Regions from separate parts of the Arachis hypogaea genome. Here region 2 is linked to region 1. A link is a contact called in public Hi-C data. All regions are on one chromosome and are shown on one strand. Each heading gives the region's core, a stretch centred on a gene start, on an enhancer-like site or on the middle of the called end of the contact. The rest is flanking DNA. Distances are from core to core; before and after follow the strand shown.

What was found. Hi-C and Micro-C count contacts between places; a contact is called where the count stands out from the background.
Region 2: a Hi-C map of leaf shows a contact between it and region 1, with 2.5 times the contacts expected there. The contact joins the promoter of LOC112720461 here to the promoter of LOC112720456 in region 1. A contact is called at or near these places in 2 of 8 Hi-C or Micro-C datasets (both in leaf).

What each region holds. Positions count from the first base shown.
Region 1 is chr11:18,143,549-18,150,321 of arahy.Tifrunner.gnm2.J5K5, reverse strand. It overlaps LOC112720456 (ankyrin repeat domain-containing protein EMB506, chloroplastic), which reads right to left and starts at 4,090. Exons shown (of 8, transcript XM_072206538.1): 1 at 3,661-4,090; 2 at 138-548. The coding sequence starts at 537.
Region 2 is chr11:18,445,805-18,452,577 of arahy.Tifrunner.gnm2.J5K5, reverse strand. It overlaps LOC112720461 (protein REBELOTE), which reads right to left and starts at 2,691. Exons shown (of 16, transcript XM_072206553.1): 1 at 2,225-2,691; 2 at 1,011-1,058; 3 at 152-413.

The DNA.
Region 1 (6,773 bases), core at 2,841-5,340:
ATAAAAGGAGAGAAACAAGAAGAAAATTGGCCCTTTAAGTTATATACAAAGGCTAGAGTCAAATATAATTTTCAACTTTGTGGTGAACTGTTGAACTTTAACATTACGCTAGGACCTAATTATCAAAAAAGGAGTACCTCTCTTAACGTGTTCCTCGTTTGTGTCAGTTGAATTTATATTTGCAACAGTAGTAGCTGAAGTCTTTGTTTCTTCCCCCTCCCAATCGCTTTCAAATCCAAGGTTCTCATCCTCAGCTTCCTCATCTTCACCATCAGATTCACTGTCACTGTCAATATCTGGTTCCTCCCAAGTTCCTTCTTGTTGCCCAGTTTTCAAATTTGATACTCCTTTGCCTGCTTTGATTGCAAAGTTAACCCCAACGATGTGGTTGCCACCAGCAAAAGAGAAACTGAGTATTCCTTTTCCTGTACTTCTACAGATTTTATTGAAACTTGCACCCAATTTGGAGTTCCTGATGGTTTCCGTAATAGCAGCAGGAAATTGAATAGTCAGAAGTGGTGTAGCCACAGAGCCCATTTTGGTTTTTCCTGAAAAGAAGGAAAAAGCAGCAGAAACAAAAACAAATCAAACAAGTTGCATACATACATGTACATAAGAGAATTTCTAAGTTGCTCTCAGAGGGGGGAAAAAAGGTCTTGCTCTCTCCCATCATTTTGTGCCACATCAGCATATGTGGACCAGCCTGTTTATCTGAATGTATAAGCATGTTTATCCCTTTTCATTATATCCATTTCTTTCCAGAAATTCAGCTCCTTCTGCTATGGCTACTCTTCCCAACAATGATGTCAGGCTCTTTGGGCCTTCACCTTCCTTCTCTTCCGGCAGCGCCGCAGCGGTGCACAACCCTTCTCTGTTACCTCTGATATTGCTTCTAGTCAAGTCACTAAGGCTGTGTTTGTTTGCAGAGACTGAGATTAAGACTGGGAGACTGGACTCAATATCATATTTGGTAGCCGAACACTGGAACTAAAATTTCATCGTAGGACACAAAATTTCAGTCCTTTCAGTAGCTCCAGAAACTAGGGACATAGAGAACTTTGGGGATGGGAAGTGAAACTTTAATAACACCTTTTTTTTTTAAAATACTCATTTAATTTTTTAAATCCTAATTCTAGTATTCTACCCGTTTTTTAAAACAAATTAGGACTTCTCTCTCCATATATATCTTAAACCAAATAGGATACTAAAACATAACTCAGTCTTATACACTTTAAACCAAACACAATACAAAAACTTAATTAAGTCTCTGTCTCTCAGTTTCTGTCTCCCCATCTCTGTCTCTCAGTCTCTCTTTCAAATGCACCCTGAGTGATTTAGTGACTTTATCACTGAGCAGAACAAATGGAAATTCAAGTAGTGGTAGGAAACATAGCTTTCAAGGTTTGTTATGTGATTTTCTTGATGGGAATTATGCTTATCGATTACATAGCATCATGACCAGTTACAAAAGACTTTCTCCCTGATGCTCTGAGTTTGGGTTCAAGATTAATTATCAAATGAGAATAAAGGAAGCCCCAAGATTTATGCCCAGAAAGTTAGAGCTAAACTGAAAGACTAATGATATGCGGTCTATTGACTGAGTTCTATTGGGGATATGTAGAGAAGAAATTCATGTGCTTGTGAGTTGTGATAGTTGGTTGCTATTAAGAAATCTCATAGTAAAGTTTGATAAATTCATTCCACTTTAGAAATATGTTTTTCAGTAAATTTAGGATTTGGAGAAAGTTTCATATGCCTTTCACTTTATTTCTTTCACTCAACAGTTGTCACTGATCAATTATATAGTTCACTGACGATACAAACTTGAATTATCAAGAAATGCACAAGAAGCATATCTAAAATACCATATTAGTTGGAAAATATTTTAAATTTTAGCATAAAAGAACTACTCTTCTATAGCTACACATGATTCAAGAAAGTACAGAGAACAAATCCTACCAACATCATAAACATGTTACGCATACATGTGTCTATCTTTTGAACCCATCCATAATATCTTTTAATTCATGTCAAATCCTGCTTAGCTTAGATATGCATTCTTGAACTCCAATAATATCATGCAGCGTAGAATCCCACCAGTGCCTAATATTCTGCCTATATCGCCATTAGTTGCCATCGAAACTAGAAATGTGTATCATATAGAGAACTCAAGAATCAATTTGAAGGATTGCTCAAAAGAAATTGAAACAGTTTAAACTTCGAGGGTAAAATTAAAACTTTAACAAAGGTTAAGAAGAAGAAGGAGTGGTTCATCAATCAAAAGAAGAAAGAACGATGAACACAGAAAAGAAAAAAAGATAAAACATTTATCGAACAAAATGATAAAAGTTGGAAGACAAACCAAGAGCGGAGGAAGAGGATCACCTCCGGCGATGCTGTGGCCAGAAGCCGTTAGTGCTTCCGCGAGCAAAAGCTAGAAAGCAGATAGAACGAGAGTGAGAGAGAATCAAGGTTGTGAGAACCGAACCGGTCAATGAACTAGTGGAGTGACTGGTTCAATGGTTTAGTAGTTCAACCGGAGTTCAACCGGTTTAATTAAATATAAAATAAAATTATTAAAAATTTTATATAATTTCAAATATTTAAATTCAATGAATTGTAAACTAATAAAATTCAAAATTTCACAATTTCACATAATAAATTATCTATAATTTATCATTAGAAGTTCACAAACAACTTCAAACATCAAAGTTTATAATTAAAAAAAAATCAAAATGCACATATATGCTCCTCATCACAAAGTAAACTAACACAAGTGTTCAATATTAGCTAAGATCAATTATTTGGTATTCTTCAGACTAATTAAGGCATTACCATATAAAGTACACTATTAAGGAAACTAACATCAAGTCATATATGCTACTAAGCAAACTTAACACAGGTTCATATAACTTAGAATGCCACATCCCCAAGAAAATAACAGAGTGAAATTCCAGGGCTTTTCAACAATTTTCTGGTTGGCTTTAGATGAGGCTATGTATTTCGCAATATTGGCGCAGCAAACAAGCTTATCAGTTTTCTCATCCGGGATTTCAACTGAAAACTCTTCTTCCAGCATCAATCAGAGCCGGATCCAATTGAAGAGCACAAGTATCTCAATTACATATTGACACACTCACTCCGAGCAAAGCACCATCAACAAGTCAGAATCAGAAAAATCAGTAACCAACAACTCAGAAATCAGAATCAATATAACAAAACTTAACAATGCAGTGAAGCACATAAAGGATAACACTTATCCGCCACCAGAAGAAACAACAATAACAAACAAGTTTTTAAGTTTAACTAATTTTACTCACGAACAAGCCAACAACTAATAAATTAACTCAGAATTAGAACAATAGCACAAAAATAACTCAGAAATTTATCAATAATCAACAATAATTAACAAAATAACAACAATCCAGCCCTGTTAATAACAATGAACAACGAAGAAAATTAACTCTGAAAACAACAATTAACCCAGAAAGACAGCAATTAACTCCCAAAAATGAAACTGAAGAAGCAGTGGAGGAATGGAGGCTTACAAACTCAGAAATTCAGTAACGCAAAATAAGGAAATTAACAAACTCAATCAGAAATCGGAAAACCAAACAAAATACAAAACAAGCAAAAATAAATTGAAGCAGCAGTGCTTACTGCCGGTGAAGGAGGAAGGCAAGTGACGGCGATGAGTGGGAAGTGACGGCAACGGAGAAAGGAAAGTGAGCACGGACACAGAGCAACAGACAGCTCGAGGAGGGATGCTGGCTTCAGACAGAGAGAGAGAGAGAGCTCGAAAAGACGATGACTGACCGATCAACCTTCGCGACGGCAACGCCACCGGATCAACGCGTCCTCGTGCGACGGCGACGAGAAGAGGAGCGATGAGAACTACGAAGTGTTCTGCGATGAGAAGAGTGAGACGGCACCCACGCTTTGTCCCGGCCGGCGGCGACAGCACCCTATACCGGAGGAGAAGAGTTCGGCGATGAGGGACGGTGACGGTGGCTGGCTGGGCTTAGGATTAGGTTTCAGAAGTGAGAGAAAGGGGATGGGGTATTTCTTCGTTCTTCTTCCGTCGTTTTTCATTGATGCACCGAACCGGAGACCATGCAAAAAACCCGGCCGATCCCCGAGGTTCACCGATTAACCGCCGGTTCGATCAGTCCTCTGACCGGCTTTTACAAGGCGGTTTTATACCTTAATAAAATTGGCTAAGTGACCGATTCTCAATTAATCCGATCGAACCGGTTGGTCTGGCTCCGTTTCCAGAACATTGGAGAGAATAGTGTTCTTATCTACGAAGCACATACACTTTGCTGAGTTATCGTGTCCGCGTGTCGGACACATTTCGAATACGATACTCATTTGACACGCGTGTTTGCCGTGTCCAACCGTATCTTAATAAAAAATAAAAAATTCTTTCCCGAACACACTTGTCTAGCCTTATTCTTAACATGTCTTCTTGAAATGAGTTTAGAAATAATATTTATTATTATTTATTAAAATAAAAAATATTTTTAATATTTTTAATAATTAAAAAAGATATTAAAAATAATTAAAAAATTATTTTATATTTTAATATCAAAATATCATTATAATTTAACTAAAAAATACTTTATGTTTTATATAAATGCCGTGTCTCTGTGTCTTATAAGATTTTAAAATTCATGTTTTCGCGTGTTCCGTGTCGTATCATGTCCCGTATCTGTATCAGTGTTCGTGCATCATAGGTTCCCCTCATAAAATGGGGATTAGGATTTTATTATTAAAATCCTAAATTACCCTCAAATTTTGACAAAAGCAATTCGGCGTCCCAATTTTCATGCAACTATATAACTGTGTTCTTGGGCCGGACCGGACCAGACCGAGTAGATTTGGATTCGGTCCTAAGGCTACTAGATCTATTTTGACTCGATATGAAAGTGATCCGAAATAAATCAAATTAAATCGGAATCTACCCAATGTAAAATTAGTATATAAATTTATAAATTTTATATAATAAAGTAATAAAATTTATTTTTAAAAATTAAATTTAACAAATACTATATTATATTTATATCAAAATAAATTATTTTAAAACAAAAATAACACCGTATAATATAAAAAGTATAAATTAAAATATAAAAATATAATATGACATTATTAATTTTACTCTAATATATATATATATATATATATATATATATATATATATATATATTATTGTAAAAAATAACTTTGGACCAAACCTGGCGATCCAAAACATAATTCCGAACCCGACCCAAAAATAACATCAAGTAGAAACGGCAAAATATGCCTTAGGTCTGGGTCGGATTTCGGACCGAGTCGAGTCTTGAACACCCATACATAGAAGTTTAATCTCTTGGTTGCCCAATTAATACATGAAAAGCTATTTGTGAAAACAATTCCGCTAGATAGACAACAGGGATTGTAAACAACGTAAACAATGAGATACATCTTACACCCACTAAACATGAAAACAACATCCAATGTAATTACTCCATCGTGTTTCCAATTTTACTTTTTCATTTTACCTTCTTTCCTAACCTAAACCCTATTTTAACCTGCCCCTAATGTTAATCCTGTTTTGTCACCGCATCACCTCACTGCCACCTTCCCTATCGTCGGAAACGAAGCTTCCCAATGCTGCCCTCGTCCGTTATCGCTAGCTCGCCGAGGAGAATCGTAGTTCTCCCGTTGCTCGGTTGCCGCACCATTGCTGATGTGTCACCTCCGTGTAGTCGCGTCTTCTCTCCATCCTTCGTGCACCACTGCTCTGCACATTTCGAAGCCCTGCCGCTGCTCCAGCGCTGCACCTCTGTCCTTGCTTCCACGCCGCTACGTCGTGTCTTCGCCACTTCCATCGTGTGCCGCTTTGCTTTGTTCACCCAAATGGTATGACCCAAATAAACATCCACATCTTATTGAAAAGAACTATCCGCATACAAAGTAAAATGAACATCCACCTTAGTTGATAAGAAACAACTAACAAGTTGACCAAAATACCATCCGTGCTCCATGTTTATGGCGTAACGCAAACCCAACTTGAATTCAAGCAAAATTAAACTAAATCTAATCCAAACCACATAACAAAAGAAACCTACGGAGCATGTGTATGCAGAATCAAACAAATTAAGTAAAATATCAATGGTATACCCAAATAAACATCCACTTTAGAATGAAAAGAACCATCTGCATACATAGTAAAATGAACATCTGACTTAGTTGATAAGAAATAAATAACGAGACAGCAACCGTGGGAGGCACCGGGGTCGCGATACAGCGGCGACGATGGCACAAGATTGCAAGAAAGCGGTTGCGACGGCTGCATGTGTAACACGATACAACGGCACTCGCGGCCGGGTTCGCACTCGTGGACGAACGGGCACCTCGCGACGGCTCTCCTTCCGGTGGCGGAGGAGATCTGTGTAGGCGGGTCGGCGGCACATTGCGGCGGAGGTATGAACGGCAGGCGGTTAGAGGAAATGGGAGAACGATGCGAAGAGATGGAAGGTGACATTGTTTGAAAAAAAAAATCAAAAATAAAAAAAATTAGGGTAAAGTATTTTTTTTGTCACTAAAAATTGACAAAAGTTTCAAAAATATCCCTAAGTTTTATTTTGTTTCAATTTTGTCCCAAAAGTTTTCGATTTGCATCAAATATATCCTTGATAGCTAATTTTTCAAAAAATTTAAGACCAATTCAACAACAATTTCATAAGAACAACTTTCAACACAAGCAAATCAAGCATAATTTTTATGCATTA
Region 2 (6,773 bases), core at 1,442-3,941, 300 kb before region 1:
CAATACAAAAAAAATATCAGTAGCTGCCTGTGATGAAATATTTATACAAATATTACACATTTATGAAGATTGAAGAACAAGAGTAGATAAGCGGATGATTTACATGAATGCCCAAAATTGAAATTGAAAAGTTAAAATAACAGAAACTCACCAAGGAGGAGCGGAGGCGTGGAGTCTGGAGATTCTGGCCGCGAAGGAGGTGAAGGAGATGAGGCTGGGCGCTGGCGGAGGACGTGAGGCAGAAAAATGGTGACCGGTGAGGCAAGGACGGCGACGGCGGCAAGGAGAAGCTGAGGCTGAAGCCTGGAGGCAGGGTGGCGCCTGCAGCTGCTAGCAATTATTGTTGAGTCTGGCACTCTGCAAGGAAGAAGAAGACAGTCTGGTCTCTCCGGTGGTGATTGGTGAAAGTGGCGCTGTATCATAGAATAGTAGAATCAGTGTAGGCGGGATGCAGCAAAAAGAAAACCCTAATCATCAGATGAATTTTTAAAAAAATATATTAATTTTTTATTTATTTTTAATAAAAAGAGTGAAAACTCAAATGAAATTAATTTTATGTGAAGTTTATAGTTGAGAGTTATGAATTAATTTGACAGGTTTGATTAAATTATCATTTAACAACTCTTAACTATTAATTTTACATGAAGTTAACTGCATCTGAATTTCTATCTAAAAGGGGTAATATCAAGGTTCTGAAAACCGAACCGGTCATCGAACTGTTTTAGTTACTGGTTCACTAGTACATTGGTTCAACCATAGTTCAACTGGAAAAACCGATTTATAATAAACGCCTGATTCTATAAAAATTCAATGAATAAAGCAACTGGATCTAAACACTCTTCTACTGTGTTTTTTTACTTCAAAAGGGGAGCATAAACAACTAGTTCTATGAATAAACAAACTACAATGATATGCAATGCCAAAAATAGGCCAATGATGAAATAATAAAGGGCTTCTCTCTTCAATTCTATGTTCAAGCTTGTAGCAGACCAGAATAAACAGAATAATACCGTTGAAATAGTCTTTCTTCTTAATTCTTATATACCTCAAAAAATTTCCTGCAAAATGAAAATTGAACACAATACACAGCTTTAAAACAAAAACAAAACAACACTCAGAAATCAATCACCTCTTCCAAACACAACCTTAAAACAAAACAAAACAACATTCAGAGTATGAGCATTGATCACAAAAAATTGATTTCTGAAACAAAACAAAAACAGCAAAACAACATTCAGAGTTTGAGCATTGATCACAAAATATTGATTTATGAAACAAAACAAAAACAGAAGAACAACATTCAGAGTTTGGGCATTGATAACAAAAAATTGATTTCTGAAACAAAACAAACACAGCAAAACCAGCAGAACAGCATTTAGAGTTTGAGCATTGATCACAAAAAATTGATTTCTGAAACAAAACAAACAATCAACAAAACAATGAAAACAGAATTTTTTTTCCCTTCAGAAGAAGAAAACAATGAAAACATGAAGCATATAATAAATCAATGATCACCAATATCCAGCAAGAATCTCAAAGACAACAATAAATACACAACAACAATTTAGCAAATAAACAAGAACAAGACCTTAATAGAAAATCCAACAAATTATATCGTAGAAACCTAACAGTTTAGCAAATTAAACAACAGCAGCCCAACAATTTAGCAAATTATCAACTTAACAAGTTCAAGAACAGAGAATCACAACAAAAACAAAAAAAAAATAAAATAACAGAAGAACAACAGAACAACAACACGAACAATTAGCAAATTAACAAGTTCACACTACAGTTAAAATTTACCAGAAGAACACTAATGCAAGTGGAATCATCATGCTAATATGTTTTCTACAAAGATGCTATTTGTGCAGCTAAAATTTCCTAATTACTAAGATCCAAATATTCTAATTTCACATGCAATCAACTTACTAAGTTTCTAAAAGCTAGAAATGATAAACCAACCCGAAATATGGTTAAAGCATTTCATCAAACATGTTGAGTGCGGTAAACTTAAAACGAAATAAGAGAATTCAAAGCTTAATTTCAATGTGATAGAGAAGAGAACATAACTATTGTATACTTTAATTCAGTCTATGAAAAAAATCCAAACCACTACCAAATCAAATAGTTACTTATTGTAATAGAAATAAGAAGTTGCAGAGTTTGAAGCAGCGTATTGGTGTTGTGTGAGTGGATTGTCTGGTGGCGGGTTTAGGGAACTCACAGCGGCGACAAAAGAGAGCAGTTCGACGGCTAGGTGGAGCGCGCGGGTTGGGCAGAGTTTGAAGCAGAGCAACGTGGCTTCCAGACGAACGCGAATGCGAACCCGAACGGTGAACGGCGAGTGAATGCGAACGGTGAACGCCGAGCAAACTTGAACGGCGAAGAACGCGAACGAAGACGCGAACGTGAACGGCAAACAAACGGCGGCGGAAGCGCGGCTGGGCAGACAAAGACGACGGACGCCGAGCTCGAGGAAGCAGCTGCGATCGGTGACAGTGAACAGGGGTTGAAGACTTGGACCACGAGGGAAGCTAGATAGAAGGACGGACGGCGGCAGTATGCCACTCCTTGCGGCGGTGTAGGCTTACAGTGCTAGGGTTTTTTGGCTGAGTTTCTGCGAATGAAATAAAGGGAGGGAGATAGGGAGAAAGAAACGAAGGAGCTTCAGAACCAAGAGGGAAATAAGCCAAATTTTCCAAAAAACGACCCCGTTTCTTTTAAACCGGTCGGTTCACTGTTCCGTAATTCTTCTCCGGTTTTTTGAGAAACGGTTTCAGGGAGCAACCCGGACCACGATTACTGCCGGTTCACAGTTAGCCGGTCCGGTCCAATTTTCAAAACATTGGGTAATATCGAGTTTAGTTGCAATATTATTATGGTGAATGTTATAGTGCCTAAAAAGTGGTGCCTATTTACTAAAAAGGGTTAAAAGTTATTATTTAATTTAAAAGATATAAGAATAAATAATTTTTAAAAAATCAAAACTTACTACAAAAAGTAAGTTAGGCAAAGTTTAGACAAAAACTCATAGACACTATAGAATTGGCCTATTATTATTTACTATTGAACTTATGCATTAGTTTTAATTTACTCCTTAAATTATTTTAATTGTCTCTGTTTAGTCTCCAAATTATACAAACATGATTTACATTAGTTTTTGAGATAATTTTCTACACACAAACATTAATGAACTACTGATATACAGTCAGATGTCACATTGAACCTTAAAATGATGCAGTTGGTTTGGACACTCAATAGTTCAAAAACCATATTCTATACTTATTTTGGGAGAAAAAGTTTTAATAAACACTATTACGATGTTGTTTTTGAGCTATTTAAGTGTCAAAACTAAATTGACATCATTTTATAGAGTCTAGCATGGTATTCGACTGTCTACGTTAGCATTCTGTTAACTAAGTGGCAAAAATTATTTTATGGACTAACATTAGTTACGTTTGTCAAATTTAAAAATTAAATAGAGACAATTAAAATTTTAGAGATTAAATTGAGATTCGCATACAAGTTTAGGATCACACAATATTCATTTTCATATCATATCCTATACAATTCTTCTAAAAAATAGTCTGCAATTAGTGGAGTTCATCGCTGTCATGATGCCACTATTTATGCATCCTCACCAGTCATTGCCTCCCCATGCCATGCAACGATTCATAGTTTCATACATATATGATTAGCTTAATTAATTTATCTTTTTTACGTGAGACTTTGTCTTTTTCATTTGTCAATACATATTTGGTTTATTCCTTCGGATGAAATGTCATATTTGGTCCCTGAATTTTTAATCGTGCTTCAATTATACTCTTGACTTTAAAAAATTACCAAATAAGTTTCCAAAATTACAAAATATTATTCCTCGTTAGTCCTTTAGTAAACTGACATTAATGAGATGCTGATGTGGGATGTTAACTGCCATACTGGCTGCCTAATAAGTAGTTTGACGTAGACACTACAACATGTAAAAATGGTGTTCTAAATTAATTGTTTGTGCTCAAATCAATCCCATCATGAAATTTAAAACCTTAAATCCCTAAATTTGAGATCATCTTCGTTCTTTTCTTCTCTTTGTCTAAGAGATCTCGAATCTGAAAATCATCTTCGCATGGTTGTTGAATAATGATGGATGGTGGAGATACAAGTCAAGGAAGCTCAGATAGAAACTACTCAAGTGGGAGGAAAGGCATTCGACCCAGAGTTGCTGCCAAGAATGCAGTATTTTGCAACTACGGTTTGCGAGCAATAATCAAGTTTTTGAAAACACCAAAAAATCCAAGAAGACCATGTCATGGCTATCATAATTATGAGGTTTGTAGTTTGTCCAAGAAATTTCATGTTTCATACATTGAGGAAAGCTGATTTTAGCATTTATTTCTTCTCTTTCAGCATTTATTTCTTTTCTTTGTAGTATGGAAGCCATTGTAATTTTTTTCGTTAGGCTGATGGATACGATGGACAACAAGGTGTTGGTCAATTTCAGCAAGAAGTGGTGAATGAGTTTAAGTGGAGGCTAAAAAATTTGAAGAATGATATTAGGTCACTAAAGATGATGATGATGGTTATAGTGTTTTTGGCAGTGACTATCACTACTGGTCTTGTTGCTTGTTTGGTTAGCTTTTTAGTAAACAAACAATAGATAATAGAACTTTAGGATCCTGAATTTTGTTATGTATAAGCTAATATAAGATACTGTGTTATGCAATCATGAAATTAAAATGCAATATTGAAACAAGAACTTTCATTCATTTTGAGTTTGTGTATTTCTTAGCACCAAACATAATTTTGCCACATACATTATTAACAACATTAACATGATAAAAGATAGATATTTCCAAACCCAGCAATCCTAAATTCAGATTTCAAACAGTAATTATATAACATAACATAAAGGGTTAAGTTCAATTTTGGTCCCTAACGTAGGGGTCAAAAATTTGTTTCGTCCCTAAGTTTTTTTTTAAAACAAAATCATCCCCGAAGTTGACAGTTGTATTAAAATGGTCCTTTCGCACCAAAAATAAAATTTAATGACAACTCTGCCCTTTGCGGTTTCTCTCCCTTAATGTTCATTCCCGCGAAGTGCACACCTCCTCATGAAGCAACGCATAAACTTCCTTGAAACACTTGAGAACTGAAACATTGCTGCGAAACCCTCAGACGTAGGTGCGAACAGAAAGCATTGTCGCCATTGGGGAGGTTGAGAATCGGTGTGCTGAGACATTGGTGAGTGATCGTCATCGCTGCAGCAGCTGATTGTTCAGGTACGATTACTTTCCATCCCTCAAGCAATCACGTCAACTATTCACAACATGTTGTGGGTTTGGTTTTGATCACGATGTTGCTTTGTCCGAGCATTTAGGGGTTGAATGCAGGCTTTTGAGTCTGCTGCTATAGCTAGAGTTTGTGAGTAATGTATTCTACTGTATATGTGTTTGTGAGTAATGTATTCTGCTGTATTGCAGGGTTGACTGAGCAGAAGATGGTGTATATGAACGTGAGGGTGCATCATGGGGTGCATTCGGTTATGAGGAGGGGGTTTTTAAGTACCTAAAGGGTCAAAGTACCATCATCGAGGACATTGACAGCGATCGTTGGTCTTTGTTTGAGGCCTATGAAGAACTAAGGCAGTTTGGGTACTTGCAGGCCAACATTGTTACGTTGTGGTATAAAGATCCAAGCTTTGATGATTTGGAGACTTCCCTGAAGATGCTGAAGGGTGACGCAGAAGCAATCGAGATGTGCAACATTGCTGGGTTACGGGGCTTGGTAGAGTTGTATGTGGTCCACGATGTTGGCGATGCCGAGCCATTTCCAAAAGTAGGTTACGTCGACGTTGGGGGAGTTGCAGAAGAAGGAACAGATGATGGGCTGGGCTTGGTTGTTTTCGAAGGGCACGGGGCTGAGGAAGCAGGGGCCAGTGCCGAACCTAATAAGGCAACCGAGGGTGGAGATGTGGGGGATGATTTTCAGGTAGATGGAAGTGAGTCCAATGACGAAGACAGTGAGGACCCTGAGTACATGCCATCTGATGAGGAGGGAGACAGTGTAGGAGAGGTGCACTTCACTGATAGTGATGAGGATTTTGAGGGTGATAGTGGATTTGATGATGGTAATTCTATGCCGGAAGAAGCTACTGCTGGGAAGGAAAAGGGTAAAGGTATAAATCAGTTTAGTGATGAGAATGGAGCAGATAGTGATGAGTTGGAGATGGACCACATGATTGGTGGGTATGAGGGGGATGAGGACGAAGCTGAGAATGATGGTGATGATATATCAGATCGAGTGGGTCAAAGGTTTCCAGTTCATAAACCTTTGAAGGATATGAGCAGCTATAGGTAGGAGGTAGGGACACTTTATGCATCCAGACAAGAGTTTAAGGAGACTGTGCTGGCATATGTAGTTCATACGGCTAGGAGCATCAAATTTAAGAAGTGTGATTTGGTCATGGTTAGAGCTGTGTGCAGAAGGACTGTCCATTCTGGCTCTATGCTCATAAGGTTAGGGATGAATCCACATGGCAGTTAAGAAGCTTGAACCTCCAACACACCTGCATGCAAATACACAGAGTTGGGATTTTGCACACTAAGTGGCTTGGAGCGCAGTTTAAAAAGAAGGTAGAGTCTAATCCCAGGATTAAAATAAGGGAGTTACTAGCAAAGGCACACAAGAAATGGAATGTTACTATGACCAAGTCCATGGCAGCCAAGTCTAAGCAGGAGGCACTAAGTCAAATCCAGGGTGCATTTAGGGAGCAGTAT